Regions from separate parts of the Mus musculus genome. Here region 1 is linked to region 2. A link is a contact called in public HiChIP or PLAC-seq data. All regions are on one chromosome and are shown on one strand. The core of a region is the stretch at or near the end of the contact, and the rest is flanking DNA. Distances in the headings are between cores, read along the strand shown.

Region 1 (6,770 bases), core at 1,311-3,810, 190 kb after region 2:
CTGTTGGCAATTGACACCGTCTGTAAAAGGAAAACCAGTTCTCGCCAACGGACTTCACTGTGTGTATTTCCCACACTCTGGGCCAGGCCCTATGCCCAGGAATAGTTATCCATGTGTGTGGTTTTTTATTTTTTTTAAAGATTTATTTATTTTATGTATATGAGCATACTGTAGCTGTCTTCAGACATACCAGATCCCAATACAGATGGCTGTGAGCCACCATGTGGATGCTGGGAATTGAACTCAGGGCCTCTGGAAGAGCAGTTGGTGCTCTTAACTGCTGAGCCATCTCTCCGGCCCTTCTTTTCGTTTTTCTCTCTTTCTTTCTTCCTTCCTTCCTTCCTTTCTCTCTCTCTCTCTCTCTCTCTCTCTCTCTCTCTCTCTCTCTCTCCTTCCTTCCTTCCTTCCTTCCTTCCTTCCTTCCTTTTTTTTAATGACTCAGAGAGTTCCCATAGGAGTGTTTCTCTGACCACGCCTGACCAGTTCACATATATGGCGATCTTTCTCTAGAGAAAGGCAGACTCCCCTCCTTCTCCTGCTGTCAGGAGACCTCAGGCTTTCCTGGCTTGCCTGGTGACTGGTACCAGAAATCAACCTGACCCTGAATTTTAATTAGGCTTCATGCAATTTTATTACATACACACATGGGTATGTGCACACATTCAATCCTCATATAAAAGTAGATCAAACACTTTCATTAGTAACTAAACTGAGAATTTCGTAAATAAATCTATGGGCATTCAGGACCCTGAGCATGCCTTCATTCATTTATTCATTCACTCATTCACTCATTCACAGGTGTATAAGTCTTTCCCAGGCACATGATCTTTCCAAACAGCAGCCTAGTCCCTGTCCTCATAAAGCCATGGTTCTAGTGGACTGGTTGGCAGAGCAGCAAAGGCTTCTATAGCCAGAGATTGACTGCAAATACACAGGGGACAGAGAAGTAAACCGGGAAGGGGTGCTCCTGGTCTCTAGAGAAGGTGGTTAGGGAAAGCATCCCTCGCCCCGGACATATGGGGCAGAGACACCTGAGTCAAGAGCTTTCCAGGGACAGGACACAGCTTCCAGGGCGCTGTGGGAACACGGTTCATGTTGCTTTCCCACACCACGTAGGATGGCCACACCACCTTCGCAAACCCGGGCTGGGTTATGCACAGGACCAGAGGGCCCGACACTGATGGGAGGCCTTGCTCTCCTTCCAGCCTAGCTTTTTACCTGCCGGAACTTACCCACCACAGCCGAGCAAACTATTAAAGAAAAACGAGTCTCAGCTACCTGCATGGAAAAAGGGGTTGTGATTTTGCTCATAATCAGAGAATCTTTGAGCCTTGTACTTTCGCAAAGTAGGACACGTTCATTTAGGTGTGAAATTGTAAAGTAGGAAATAGCCTCTAACTCACTTAACGGAGGCGTGAAGGGAGTGGTTGGGGGTCCCTGCTACTCTGAAATATCATCCAGAAAAACATAGGTTCTACATGGAAGAAACCTTGAATGTATATAGGTCTCTCTGAACACACAGTGTGTTTAGCTCTGTTGATCTCCAGGTGCTGGAGATGATAATTCAACTTTTTACACGGGGCTGTCAGGCCTGGACTGTGCCTGCCTCTCCACTGCCTTGCATCCCCTTATTGGGGTTTGAACATTTAGTGCAGGACACACATGGTGGAGATGGATCAGAATTCTTCACCTGACTCCACCCTGCTGTGTGTTGGATAACTAGGCCTGAGGATGTCAGACTCAGTCCACACCCTTGGGCCTCTCACCATGATCACAACCCTGTGGGAATCAGGAGGGGCCTCGCTGGAGGAGCTGTGAGATCCTCACAGATAGGTGAGTGTTAGTGGGGATTAATACCTGTTGCAGTTTTTCTCTTAACCTAGCTATCTCCCAAACGATTGAGATTTGACTGCTGTTTTTATTTAACAAGCTTTAAGGGCACAACAATCGAGTAGCATTAATCTATTCTAGTCCTCTGTGCTAATCTGGCTACCCCCCAGCCAAAATTCCCAGCATAGTACTGAACTGGCTCTCTCTGCTCCAGGTGTTTTCTCATGGTGTCTCCTGGACTCTCTCCCCCTAGCTAATCCCTATTTTCTCTCTCTGTCCTCCACCCTATCCTCTGGCTGGGAGGAAGTCCAGCCCCATTTTTTTCCCCCGCTCAATCATTGGCTGATCAGCTAGCTTTATTGACCAATCAGAGAATAATTGGGGAGCAATGTGTACACAACTTTGAGACAGGAGATTCTTAGAATAAGGTTGGCAATCATATTTGGGGGGTACAGAAATCAGCGTCTGAGTAATACAAGGAGAGTCTTTACACAGCACACAATAACGTTACGCCTACAGGCGAGCACATGGAAGCCTTGGCTCCAGATCTCTGTCCTAGATGCCACTCCAGGTGACACTGGGGACTTGTCTTTCAGAGGTGGAACTTCACTTCCTGTTAGAGCTGTCAGGAAACATGATTTATTAGCCACAACAGCCACAGCTGGGTCCCCTGGGTATCTCTTTCTGCTGAGACTCAGCACGGAGGGCAGAGCTGGACGGGTGCCCAGGCCATCAGCCAACTGCTCTGATAGATTTCTAAGAAACATGTCTTTGGCAAGTGCTTGTCCTCACAGGTCCAGCTCAGTGAAATCTCACAGCTAGGCAAATGGTAACAGACTGTTGATTTGGGATGCTTCCCTGTCCCAAGGCCAGGTCATTACTCATATTTAAAATTCCCTCCTAATGTGGCAACCCCTTAATAGAGTTCCTCACGATGCAGTGACCCTCCCCCCAACCACAAAATTGTTCTCATTGTGACTTCATAATGGGAATTTTGCTACAGTAATGAAGGATAATGTAAATATCTAATATACATATGGTATTAGGTGACCCCTGTGAAAAAGTCATTCAACTCCTAAAGGGGTGGAGACCCACAGGTTGAGAAACCCTGCCTTATATACTTGTTGATGATCATCTGCCTTGTGTCCTATCATGGGGAAGTTGAGAAGAAGAAAACACAGTAACTGACTCTGACAACAGGCCATAGGCAGCAGATCTAATGAAGCACACGATGCTCTACAGCCTCGGCAGCCACTTCTCCACCACAAAGGCCTTAATAGATGTCTGGACCCCAGAGGGGATGGCCAAAATCTGTGAACATGAACTCCTCCTATTCGGTCTCTTCCTCTGTTCCTTCACAAAGTCTGTGACACAGCCCCCCTCCAAGTCACAAAAACCATAGTCTGAGAGCAGGACTTGGACTCTTTCCCTCATCTGCTTGTCATCTGACACTGGAACCCACAGCTTTCAGGTCTTCAATAACCAGTCTTGAACTAAACAAATGGACGTCTCTGTCCCATGAAAACCGTAGGCTCAGCGTTCCTCCGTCTGAGGGCAGATGCTGAGGATATCCATGTGAAGTCTTCAAATGTTTCAGATCTAAGGGGAGTGTCTTAGTTAGGGTTTTACCACTATGAACAGATACCATGACCAAGGCAACTCTGATAAGGACAACATTTAACTGGGGCTGGCTTACAGGTTCAGAGGTTCAGTCTAATATCATCAAGGCAGGAACATGGCAGTGTCCAGGCAGGCATGGTGTGGGAGGAGCTGAGAAGTTCTATGACCAAGCCAGCTCAGTCAGCCAACAAGGTCTCCAGGGAGGGATTGAGGATTGAAAAGAAAAAGACAATGAAACAAAACTATGACATGACTCCAGTGCTGAGGCTGAAGCAGCTTTATTTTTTTCTAGTGTGCGTTTATATCATTCTAGGTATATACAAAGAATATGGTCAGTCCTAAGGCATGAACAGAGTAGATAAGAAACAAACAAGGTATAAACAGAGGTCCTGTGATTTCTGTATTCAGGGTCTTAACAAGTTAGTATAAAGCAGAAATGTAGGTTTAGATTTTTCAAAACATACTTAATTATGTTTTTTTTTTTTTGATGCTTCAACATCTCTTCTAGCCCACCACCCAACAGAGGTATGGCAAAAGAAAGGTTAATAGAAAACAGGAGTTATGGACCCGTTTAGAAATAGTTCTTTGGGATAATTCCAATCTTTGTTGTCAGCAGTCCAGTCCACTAGCAAACACCAAACACGAATCAGCAGCAGCAGCTCAATCCCAAAGAAACCTCAAGGCTCCACCAAGTGGTGTTTGTCTGCAGAAGTGCCAAAAAGCAGCCCGAATATCACCAGAAGTTCTTTGGTGCATTTCTCTATGAAGTCACGACAAGTGAAGATCAGTGAAGAAAGCAAGGAGAACCAATGCAAGAGCATCGTCAGCAAAGAGCAGTGTCGGCGAAGCCCAGTGATGACCAGCAAAGAGTCGCAAGGCAAACCAATACCACACGGCATCTTTCACTGTCTGCTGGGTTAAACTTTATTATACTTTTATTTTTTTAATACTTTATTATATTTTTTATTTATACTTTTTAAATTTACTCTTTCCAAACATCAATTGTCTTCTCAAGCTTCCACTCCAGCCAAATATCACACGCCATTTCATCAGGAGCTTTCGGAAAATCACTACTTGTCTGTTCTCAGCCAAACATCCTCTTATAAGACAGTTTCCAGATATATGTCACATGACAAAACCCAGTCTCCAACAAAGCCAGAAATTCCCACATCATGGAAATCCAAGAGGGTCTGAATCAAACACATAGCCAACCCTCAGTACTTATGGGGAACTGAATTCAGGAGCTCTGCACACCCCAAAAGCCGTGGAAGCTCAATAATAGTCACGCACGTGAAGTGAGGAATAATGGCGGGAGGTCACGTTGTCTGTGTGTCAGCGTGGCTGTAACTTGTTTCTCAATAGTTTAGTTTTACTGTTGTTTTGTTCTTGAGACAGGGCTTCCTTCACTGGGTTGCCCTGACTGTCCTGGAAGTCTGTAGACCAGGCTGGCCCCAAACTCACAGAGATGCACCTGCTCTGTGCTGGAATTAAAGGCTTGTACCACCACCGCAGGGCTGTAAATACTTTTGATCTGCAGTCTGGGCAGCGGGACTCTCTAGCCCACTTCTGTAGCCTCTTTAACTGGTATCATTTTGCACCTGCCTATATGCACACAGACGCATTGGCTACACTTACTGTGAGCTGTCTGATGTGAGAGTTCTCATTCTCTCGGGCAAGCTAGAGAGGTAGGAGGATTAGATGACAACGTCACTAAAGTCACTGAAACCCCTGCATGCTGTGGATCGTTATTCAGTTGATTCTGACATTGTTGAAGGACAGAAACCTGTTCACCTGTTTCTGGCGTAGTGTGCTCCCAACACAGCCACGTGCGGATCCACAGCACAAGGCAGGGATCCACGGCATGTGCAGATCCACCACATGAGGCAGGGCTAACACCATCTGTTTTTCTAGATTCTGAGATGCTAACTTTTCCTTTTTTTCCTTGCTTTTAACTACCTGACTTTGTTCCAGGCCCTCGGATTGACACTCTGAGCTTCTTGGCTCTTTTCTGAAGCTTCTCCCTCCCCCCAAGGGGGGCTGCTTGTCTCCCCTGTGGTGCTGCCCTGTGCTGACCTCTGTGCCTGACTCATACACCTGGCTTCTCCCTTCCTCTTCTCCAGCTCCCTGTCCAGGCAGTGGCCAAGATTTCCATCTTGCATGGCATATTCTGTTTTATTTTCTATGTTTCTTAACATATGTTTAACTTTTTTAAAAACAAGGTTAAACTAACTTTTAAAAGATTTATTTATTCATTTTATGTATATGAGTACACTGTAACTGTACAGAAGGTTGTGAGCCGCCATGTGGTTGCTGGGATTTGAACTCAGGACCTTCAGAAGAGCAGTCAGTGCTCTTAACTGCTGAGCCATTTCTCCAGCCCTTAAACTTTTATTCTGTGTGTTTGGGTGTTTTACCCACATGGAGGCCTGTGCACAACTCACAAGCCTGGTGCACATGTAGGCCAAGAGAGGACATGACAGACAAAGGAGCTAGACTTATGGATAGTTGTCAGCGTCTATGTGGTGCTGGAAGAACAGCCAGTGTTTTTGACCCCTGAGCCATCTGTGGAGCACCTTTCTTTTTCTTTTGCTGACAGGGTCTCACTATGTAGCCCTGACTGGCCTTGAACTTGCTATGGACTTTCATACCTTAGTCATACCTTAGACTTTCAAAAATGTGCCTGCCGGTACTGAGTGCTGGCATTAAATGGGCATATTATCACCTCAGGCAAGCCCCCATGCTTGATTCCCAGCACTGAAGAAGAATCCAGAACCCAGAGAAATCTAATGGAAAACAAAATATGGTTACACTTTGGAATCATTCGGACATTTGTTCAAAGAATTGATGGTGCCACATTCTAGTTGAATTTTTCTGGAAGGAAACTTCCAGACCTCTCAGGTGCTACTGCAAGGTAACTGTCATGCTCAGTGTTGTCAGCTGGAAACTGTCTTCTAGGTGACAGGCCACAGGCACAGACTTATGGAAACACTTACTGTCTAGCCCCTGTGTCTGTCATCCAGTGTCAGCCCTGGGAGGGCTCCCCTGAGTGGGGGTAGCCTCAGAGAATGTCTGGAGATATTATCTTGGTCGCTCAGTACATGTGACAAGACCCACCTTCAGTGTGGGCGGCTGCTTCAAGCTCCTCCCCAGCATCGTGGCCTGTACCTCTGAATGGGACCCAGATGAGGCCTCTCTCCCTTAACCAACAGGAAGAGGAACCCCGGGGGCACAGGTGCAGATGGAGGCCCTGCTGGAGGAGACTGGAGCAGGTGAGGGATGGCATCTGAGCTGCTGTCTGCTCTGCTCTTACAGCTGATGGA
Region 2 (7,443 bases), core at 1,609-4,108:
GTTGGGAACAATGAACTGATACTGTTTATGATACTATTCACATTATCGGGGAGGAGGTTCAGAGTTTAAGAGTAAGAAACCACCGGGCAGTGGTGGCGCTCGCCTTTAATCCCAGCACTGGGGAGGCAGAGGCAGGCAGATTTCTGAGTTCAAGGTCAGCCTGGTCTACAAAGTGAGTTCCAGGACAGCCAGGGCTACACAGAGAAACCCTGTCTTCAAAAACAAAACACACAAACAAACAAACAAACAAAAAACAAAAACAAAAAAGAGTATGAAACCATCTCAAGTGCCATGCTAAATAACAATGGACTTGTGTCAGTTCTAACATTTACAACGACAGCCATTATAATTGGGAGACAATTCAAAGACATTTACAGGGCATTTGGCACAGTTCTAACACCTCTCTGGATATTTTAACTTTGCACACTGAGATTATCAGTTTAAAGAAGTTTTGATGCTGTGGTTATTGCTGTAAAGTTATTCATGGTTTAAGGTCAGTGTTTCCATCTTGTTCAAGCTTCAAGAATGGCATATATAGTAACTTGATCATGTTAGCCCTTCTTGTCCTGGAAATGCTTTTATTCCTTCTCATTTTGATAAAACTCGCCTTTAACAACATCAGCATGTTGGCAGCCAAAATACAAGGCTTGAAACTGAAAATGGACCCCAGACAGAGCCATTAGTTTAACAGGCTGGCAGTCAAAGCTGGGTAAGATTATGCACAGAGCCTTACCAACCTAAGACAGATGGGTAAGGAAGGCATTCTTGTCAGAACAACCTAACACAGGCATAGTCTTGTTTATGATTTAAAAAAAGGGCTGGCAGTGGTAGTGCATGCCTTTAATCCCAGGTGGATTTCTGAGTTTGAGGCCAGCCTAGTCTCCAGAGTGAGTTCCAGGACAGCCAGGGCTACACAGAGAAACCCTGTCTTGAAAAACCAAAATACAAATAAGTGTGTGCGTGTGTGTGTATGTGTGTATGTATGTGTGTGTGAGTGTGTGTATGTGTGTGTGAATGTGTGTGAGTGTGTGTGTGTATGTGTGAGTGTGTGTGTGAGTGTGTATATGTGTGTGTGAGTGTATGTGTGTGTGAGTGTGTATATATGAGTGTGTGTGTGTGAGTGTGTGTGTGTGTGTGTGTGTGTGTGTGTGTGTGTGTGTGTGTGTTTATATCCAAATTGTCCTGGTTTTACCTCTATGAAGTCCGTTTCCTCATAGACTCCTGGCTTGGTGCTGCAGTACTGAATACCAGGGTTCTTCTCATTGGCAACCATATTAGCCAATCGACAGCCCTTACAGTTTTTAACAATTTCAGCTGTTTTCAGACTGGCATCTTTAATTATGATGAGGGACTGGTAGACTAAGTCCTGCATTCTCTGGCATCCTATGTGTGAAGAACATTGAATCTTTTTCAGTATGCGTATACCCATTTTCTCTGGTACAATTAGTTTGTGATCAGCTAGCTGTCCTCCATCATCTCTTAGGACACTGAGACATGGACAGGGTTTTGGCTCAGATCACATCTTCTGTCTGATCAGAGAGTATGAGGTTTCCTGGGTCTAGGGCAATCAAGGACATGAGGAGCCCAATTTTTAGGGTCACTCACTGGGCTGTCTCACTGCCCTCTGGGACGGAGTTTAGTCTGTCCTTCTGCCGCCAGAAGGCCTCTCTCTATATAAATAGTCCCATAGATATCAGCAGTAGCAAAGGCACACTGGCTATCTGTGTCTCTTGTCTTTTCTCAGCTGTAACGCCTTGGTCAGAGCTGCCACCAGTTCAGCTTTGTGGGTTGATACTCCTGTCCGGAGTGGCTCTGCACATATGATCTGAGCAGTCATGCAGAGGCCCACCGATCAAGGTCAGGGTCAGGCAGCAGGGCAGCTGAAAAGTCATCCTGGGGCATTCAAGAAGAGAGGCTGGTAATGAGTCACCCTGGCGTCATCTTTAACCAGGAGGCCATTGCTGCACTGGTGTATACACAAGGTGGGGGTCGGCTTCTGGCAATTGGTGACAGATTGGCCATTGTCTGATGCCAAGGCCCTGAGTCCCCTGGCTCTAGGGAGGTCACCTGTAGTTAGCAAAGTAAAGCCTTCTTAGAGGAGGCACAATAGTCCGAACTTTTCAGGGCCCCTAAGAGGTCTTGGTTGTTTCTTTTGTTTCTGTTGCCACTGAAAGTCACTTATAAACTGATGAGGAGACTTTACCTTCAGGTTTTAGCAAGGCAGAAAGTTCAACTTTATTATCTACAAACAAGTTGTTGGGTTCCCTTTCACCTTTAGGGCTGCCCTGGGCTTGGGAGGGGCACCTTTGATCTTTAGCCCCCTCCCTCTTATCTCCTTCTCCTGAGACTATCTGTTTTAGGCATTTCTTATGTGTCCCGTGGTTTGGCTGTGGCTGCTATCAAGATCTTTGCCAGGTCTTGAGTCTGTTGCTTCTGTCCCCTCCTCTGCTTCTCCTCTGCAGTCTCTCTTCTGTTAAATACTCTCTCGGCCACTCTCACTAAGTTTGAGTCCCAGTACCGGTAATAACGTTTTGGAAAGAATCTAAGTAAAGACAGGAATGAATTTCCAGAAATGACATCTTATTAAAATCTGCATAGAAGAAAAACTGAAGAGGAATACAACAAAATAGTTATGTGTCCTCTTTAGTGAGGTAACTGGTAGTTGTTTCCGTGAGTTCACCACAGTTTTGCAACTAGTCTAAGCAACTAGTACAAGTTTTGTTTCCTGGCTGTTGAGAGCATTAACTTTTTTGAAACTACAAGTCCCAGCAGATATTCCGCCGCACCCTTCTGCAGGTCGAACTGCCTGCCGTACATTGATCTCTGGGATTTGTAGTCTGATGATAAAAATAAGGTGGGTCACACACTACCGGCACATATAACTGAAGTGGAGACACAGCCAGATACACCAATAGGTATTGCGTTCCGGGATAGAGTTGCGGGCAGATCACCAATGGTTGTGTCGCTCCTCATGAGTGATGTGACCTCCAGCCTACAGTAGGCCCGTGGGGCGGAGCTGGTGTCGCGGCCCCATTGCGAGCCATGGGAGGCGGCTGGTGGTGGGCTCGGGTCGCGCGCCTGGCCCGCCTGCGCTTCCGGGGGTCTCTGCAGCCTCCTCAGCGGCCCCGCAGCGGGGGCGCGCGCGGGTCCTTCGCCCCGGGCCACGGGCCACGCGCGGGAGCGTCGCCGCCTCCAGTGTCCGAGCTGGATCGCGCGGACGCTTGGCTCCTCCGCAAGGCACATGAGACAGGTCAGTGGCAGGGGCCGGGGTCGTTCGCGCTACAAGGAGAGGGGTTTCAATGTGCACGTGGGAGTGGGTGGCCAGAGTAAGGCAAGCATCTGCTGGGAACAGGGCCTGTGCTCAGCGGGGGCAGCTTCCTCATGTGAGCGCAGGGAACCGGTGTTGGGGGTTGGAGATTTTGCAGCCTGGCCGCATAGGACACCATCTTTCGGGTCCTGGCTAAAGGGGTACAGCAGGGATTAGTGGGGGTGGGGAGGAGGCTACGGTTAGGAAGAAGTAGTTGGCAGCACCACACTGCCTAGGTGAGAGACCGTTCCAGAGGCAGCTGGGAGGGAACAAGTTGCTTGAGACAGGGGTATCCGTTAGGATTACAGACAGAGGGGACCACTTGGAATAAAACAAGAGTGTGGCTACCCGCAGAAGATGGGGAAGTTCCGGATTGGACCAGCGTGTAACCAATGGTAGAGAAGGTGGCTGCTGATTGGAGGGAGAGGTGATCTAGACTGCAGAGGGAGGAATCTCAAACGAGGCAATGAGTTGAGAGATTGGAGCTGGTCTGGTGTTGAATGGGGCTAGTAGTGGGAACAGCCTTTTGGCAGCACTCAGGTACTTGAGTGGTGGGGAGGTGTGGACGCAAGGATGAGGCCATGCTAGGTAGGAGCGGTTACCACACAGGGGAAGGGACAGGCTGGAGAAGTTTGTCCCAGAGGTCTGAGGGAGAGAGGGAAGACCGCAGGATGCACAAGGGAAGACTTGGGAAGACTTTCTATCCTCAAACTTCAATTCGTGCTCTAGATTTTGAACGTCTGGGACAGAAGGGTAAAGGAATGGGACTTGCATGGGGCTTCCCGGAAGGGATCCGCATCTAGAATACTTTTGTCTTGTGGCTGAATAGGGTGAGAGGGGATCTAGGAAGCAGGGCTTGCTGATGCAGAGCTCCATCCCCCAACTCCCCGCAGCTTTTCTCTCCTGGTTCCGAAATGGACTTCTGTCATCCGGCATTGGGGTCATCTCCTTCATGCAGAGTGACATGGGCCGGGAAGCTGCCTATGGTGAGTACAGACCATCCCTATGGGAAATGGGCCCCTCCCCCTTTTCCTCCAGTTCTGAGTCCTCCTACCCTAACAGTTGGAAAAGGAGAGCACTCCCTCCATTTTCTCTTGCCTCACTAGTTACATCTCCTCTTACACCTCCTTCATCGGCATTGTGAGGAGTCCACCAGACAGTTTCCAAGTAGCCTTGACTTATGTGGACACCTTTGTTTATACCCCAGACCAGCCCCTTTGGATATTGAATTTCTCCTCCAAGTCTCACATACTTCCTTTTACAAAGTCTCATGTATTTGAGTCCTTGTCTGCCTTTATTTGTTTGTTTGTTTGTTTATGTATTGCTATAACGGGAAGGAAAGCAGCCTACTAGTTAAGTGCTGTGTCACTGAGCTACACATCGCCATCCTTCCACTGGAATTTTTTAGCCAAGTGCTCTACCTTTGAGCCACGCCCCCAGTCCCTCACTGGGGGATTCTAGGCAGGGGCTCGACCACTGAACTACATCACCAGCCTTTTTGTTTTTTTGAGATTTATTTTTATTTTATGTGTATATGTGTATATGGAGACCATGTGCATGCCTGGTACCCATGAAGCCAGAAGAGAGCACAAGAACCCCTCGGACTGGAGGTACAGATGGTTGTGAGCCACCATGTGGGTTCTGGGAACTGAACTCAGGCCATCTGAAAGAGCAACAAGTACTCTTAACCTTGAAGCCATCTCTCCAGGACTGCCCCCCCCACCCCACCCCTTCCCGTGTTATTTTGAGGCAGTCGCAGTAGCCCGAGTAAGCCTTCCGTTAGCTAGCACTGCTCCAGCCTCTCACTAGCTGACGTTAGAAGCCTTGTCCCGCCCTGTGCTCGTACTGACTCATCCTCCCCACCCGTCACCCTGTCAGCCCCTTGGGATACGCTGGACCCTGTAACTATTGACTACTGCTCCTTCTTCCACAGGCTTCTTCCTGCTGGGTGGCCTGTGCGTGGTGTGGGGCGGAGCCTCCTATGCGGTGGGTCTGGCAGCGCTGCGGGGACCCATGCAACTGTCGCTTGCTGGTGCTGCCGCTGGTGTGGGGGCAGTGTTGGCTGCCAGTCTGCTCTGGGCTTGTGCAGTAGGTCTCTACATGGGCCAGTTGGAACTGGACGTGGAACTGGTGCCTGAGGATGATGGGGCAGCCAGTACAGAAGGCCCAGATGAAGCGGGCAGGCCACCCCCTGAGTAAACAACAGGGCTGTGGGGACTGGCTGGGCCTGACGACTGGGACATTAAAACCTGACCCTTCCGCAGTTCAAGACTCTGAGTGATAGCTCCTGTTATCTGGGGAGGTGGGGAGGGGAGAAGAGGGCAACCTTTGGGGACGAGGCTCAGTGGGTAAAGGCACTTGCTCCTAAGCCTGGCGACCTGAGTTTGATACTCAGGACCTGCGTGGTAGAAGAAGAGACCTAATTTCCACACCATACCACACATGGACACACATACAAGTAAATCAGTTCAAAGGAACAAGGCCAAGCAATCATGAGAGGCAGCATCCCCGGGGAGGGAGCCCCTTAGGGCATGGTGTTTAATTCTCAAGAATGACTCCAGGACTTGATCTGTGTCTCAGGTTTGGCCCTCTGGTGTTACACTGTCTTCAGTCTCCCTTCCGCTGCACCCTAGTACCTGTGGGCCCCGGATAGGGCAAGCCCAGCGTAGGGTAAAAGGCCTCTGGAAGCGAGGGGCCTGCGCCCAGCCTGTGCAGATGTGGATACATCAGGCTCAACTCCGCAGGGCCATAGCGGATGGTGCCTGGGGTGCACAGGCCCCGCACAACGGGTGGCAGGAAGCCTGCATGAAGGAGGGCGGGTGAGGGGTCTCCGGGAGTTGTCAAGCCCCACGGCAGCACTGGATCATGCTTCAGGGCTCCCGCCCGGATGACAGAAGTGAATTCTGGCCGAGGTGGAGCCGGTGGATCCGAGAGCTCCTCTTCTCCACTGTCCTCTGAGCCTCTAGCTTCCTTCGGGCTGGCCTCCACTTTGATGCGTTTGCCTCGGGCCTGAGGGTCCTTGTCCTTGTCCTGGTCCGCAGGCACAGCCTGCTTCCCGTCAACTGGAGGCTCTTCCTCTGAAGAAGATACTTTATAGTTATTCTTTGCTGAGCTCTACTGCTGTACCACACCCACAGCCCCTTACAGCCTGCACCCGCGGGAGAGGGGGAAGAGGTCAAGATAGAGGCTCTACCACTGCCAAGCTATGCCCCCAGCCCCTCACTGGGGGATCCTAGGCAGGGGCTCTACCACTGCCAAGCCACGCCCCCAGCCCCTCACTGGGGGATCCTAGGCAGGGCTCTATCACTGAGCCACGCCCCCAGCCCCTCACTGGGGGATTCTAGGCAGGGGCTTTACCACTGAGCCACACTCCCAGCCCCTCACTGGGGGATTCTAGGGAGGGGCTCTACCACTGCGCCACACTCCCAGTCCCTTAGTGATGGATTCTCCTCAGGCCTACAGTTGAGCCAGATTCTAAGCCTTCTTTTGATTTTCTATGTGTGGATGAGGGTATGGAGGTGAACATCAACACTGGTGCTCTTCCTCTATCGCTATCATCATCATCATTATTACCGTGTTGTGTGTATACAATGGAGGCGTACATGCCGCCATGAAGGTGTGCACCAGGTCAGAGGACAGCTTTGCTGAGTCGGGTTTCTATTTCTACCTTTATTGGGATTCTGAGGATCAAACTCAGGTCATCACGTTTGGATTGTTACCCACTGAGCCATCTCTACGGTCGCATTTGTGATTGCTCTGTGTGTGTGAGTGTGGGTGCACAGGCCCCATGATATACATGTGGGGGTCACAGGGCAAGGCCTTTCTACCTGATGAACCATCTCACTGGATTAACGAGACAGAGACACTTACTGAACCTAGAGCTCATACATTTCTGGCTAGGCTGGCTGGCCAGCCGACTCCTGGGATCTACATGTGTCTGTCCCAACACTGAGGTCACCCAGGTGAGTGCTGGAGATCCAAGCACAGGTCTTTTGTTTGCTTGGGTTTTGTTTTTGTTTTCGACACAGGGTTTCTCTGTGTAGCCCTGGCTGCCTTGGAACTCACTCTATGGATCAGGCTGGCCTGGAGCTCACAGAGGTCCGCCTGCCTCTGCCTCCCGAGTGCTGGGATGACAG

The links. HiChIP or PLAC-seq counts read pairs in DNA pulled down with a chosen protein or histone mark.
Region 1: a contact with region 2 is called in an H3K27ac HiChIP or PLAC-seq map of large pre-B cells, with 2.3 times the contacts expected there. The contact joins the enhancer-like site here to the promoter of Tmem160 in region 2. A contact is called at or near these places in 2 of 15 datasets of contacts at CTCF or cohesin (the NIH/3T3 cell line and embryonic stem cells), 22 of 484 Hi-C or Micro-C datasets (the AML12 cell line, the Ba/F3 cell line, CD4 T cells and 18 more), 12 of 115 datasets of contacts at active chromatin or transcription factors (the 230-238 cell line, embryonic basal ganglia, embryonic forebrain and 8 more) and 4 of 9 other capture datasets (adipose tissue, liver, macrophages and 1 more).

The regions. Positions count from the first base shown.
Region 1 is chr7:16,636,686-16,643,455 of GRCm38.p6, forward strand. No RefSeq gene overlaps it. Among named protein-coding and RNA genes, the nearest start is that of Gm24708, 15 kb to the left of the region's middle. Within about 2 kb of position 2,561, at least 35 of the 459 cell types and tissues checked have an H3K27ac peak or open chromatin away from gene starts, as enhancers often do. A contact at or near this core is called in the 230-238 cell line, the AML12 cell line and neural progenitor cells, where this site is marked.
Region 2 is chr7:16,449,921-16,457,363 of GRCm38.p6, forward strand. Tmem160 (transmembrane protein 160) reads left to right here and starts at 2,859. Exons shown (of 3, transcript NM_026938.1): 1 at 2,859-3,250; 2 at 4,201-4,293; 3 at 5,241-5,570. The coding sequence starts at 3,043. The coding sequence ends at 5,506. It overlaps Npas1 (neuronal PAS domain protein 1), which reads right to left. Exons shown (of 12, transcript NM_008718.2): 12 at 5,801-6,384. The coding sequence ends at 5,915.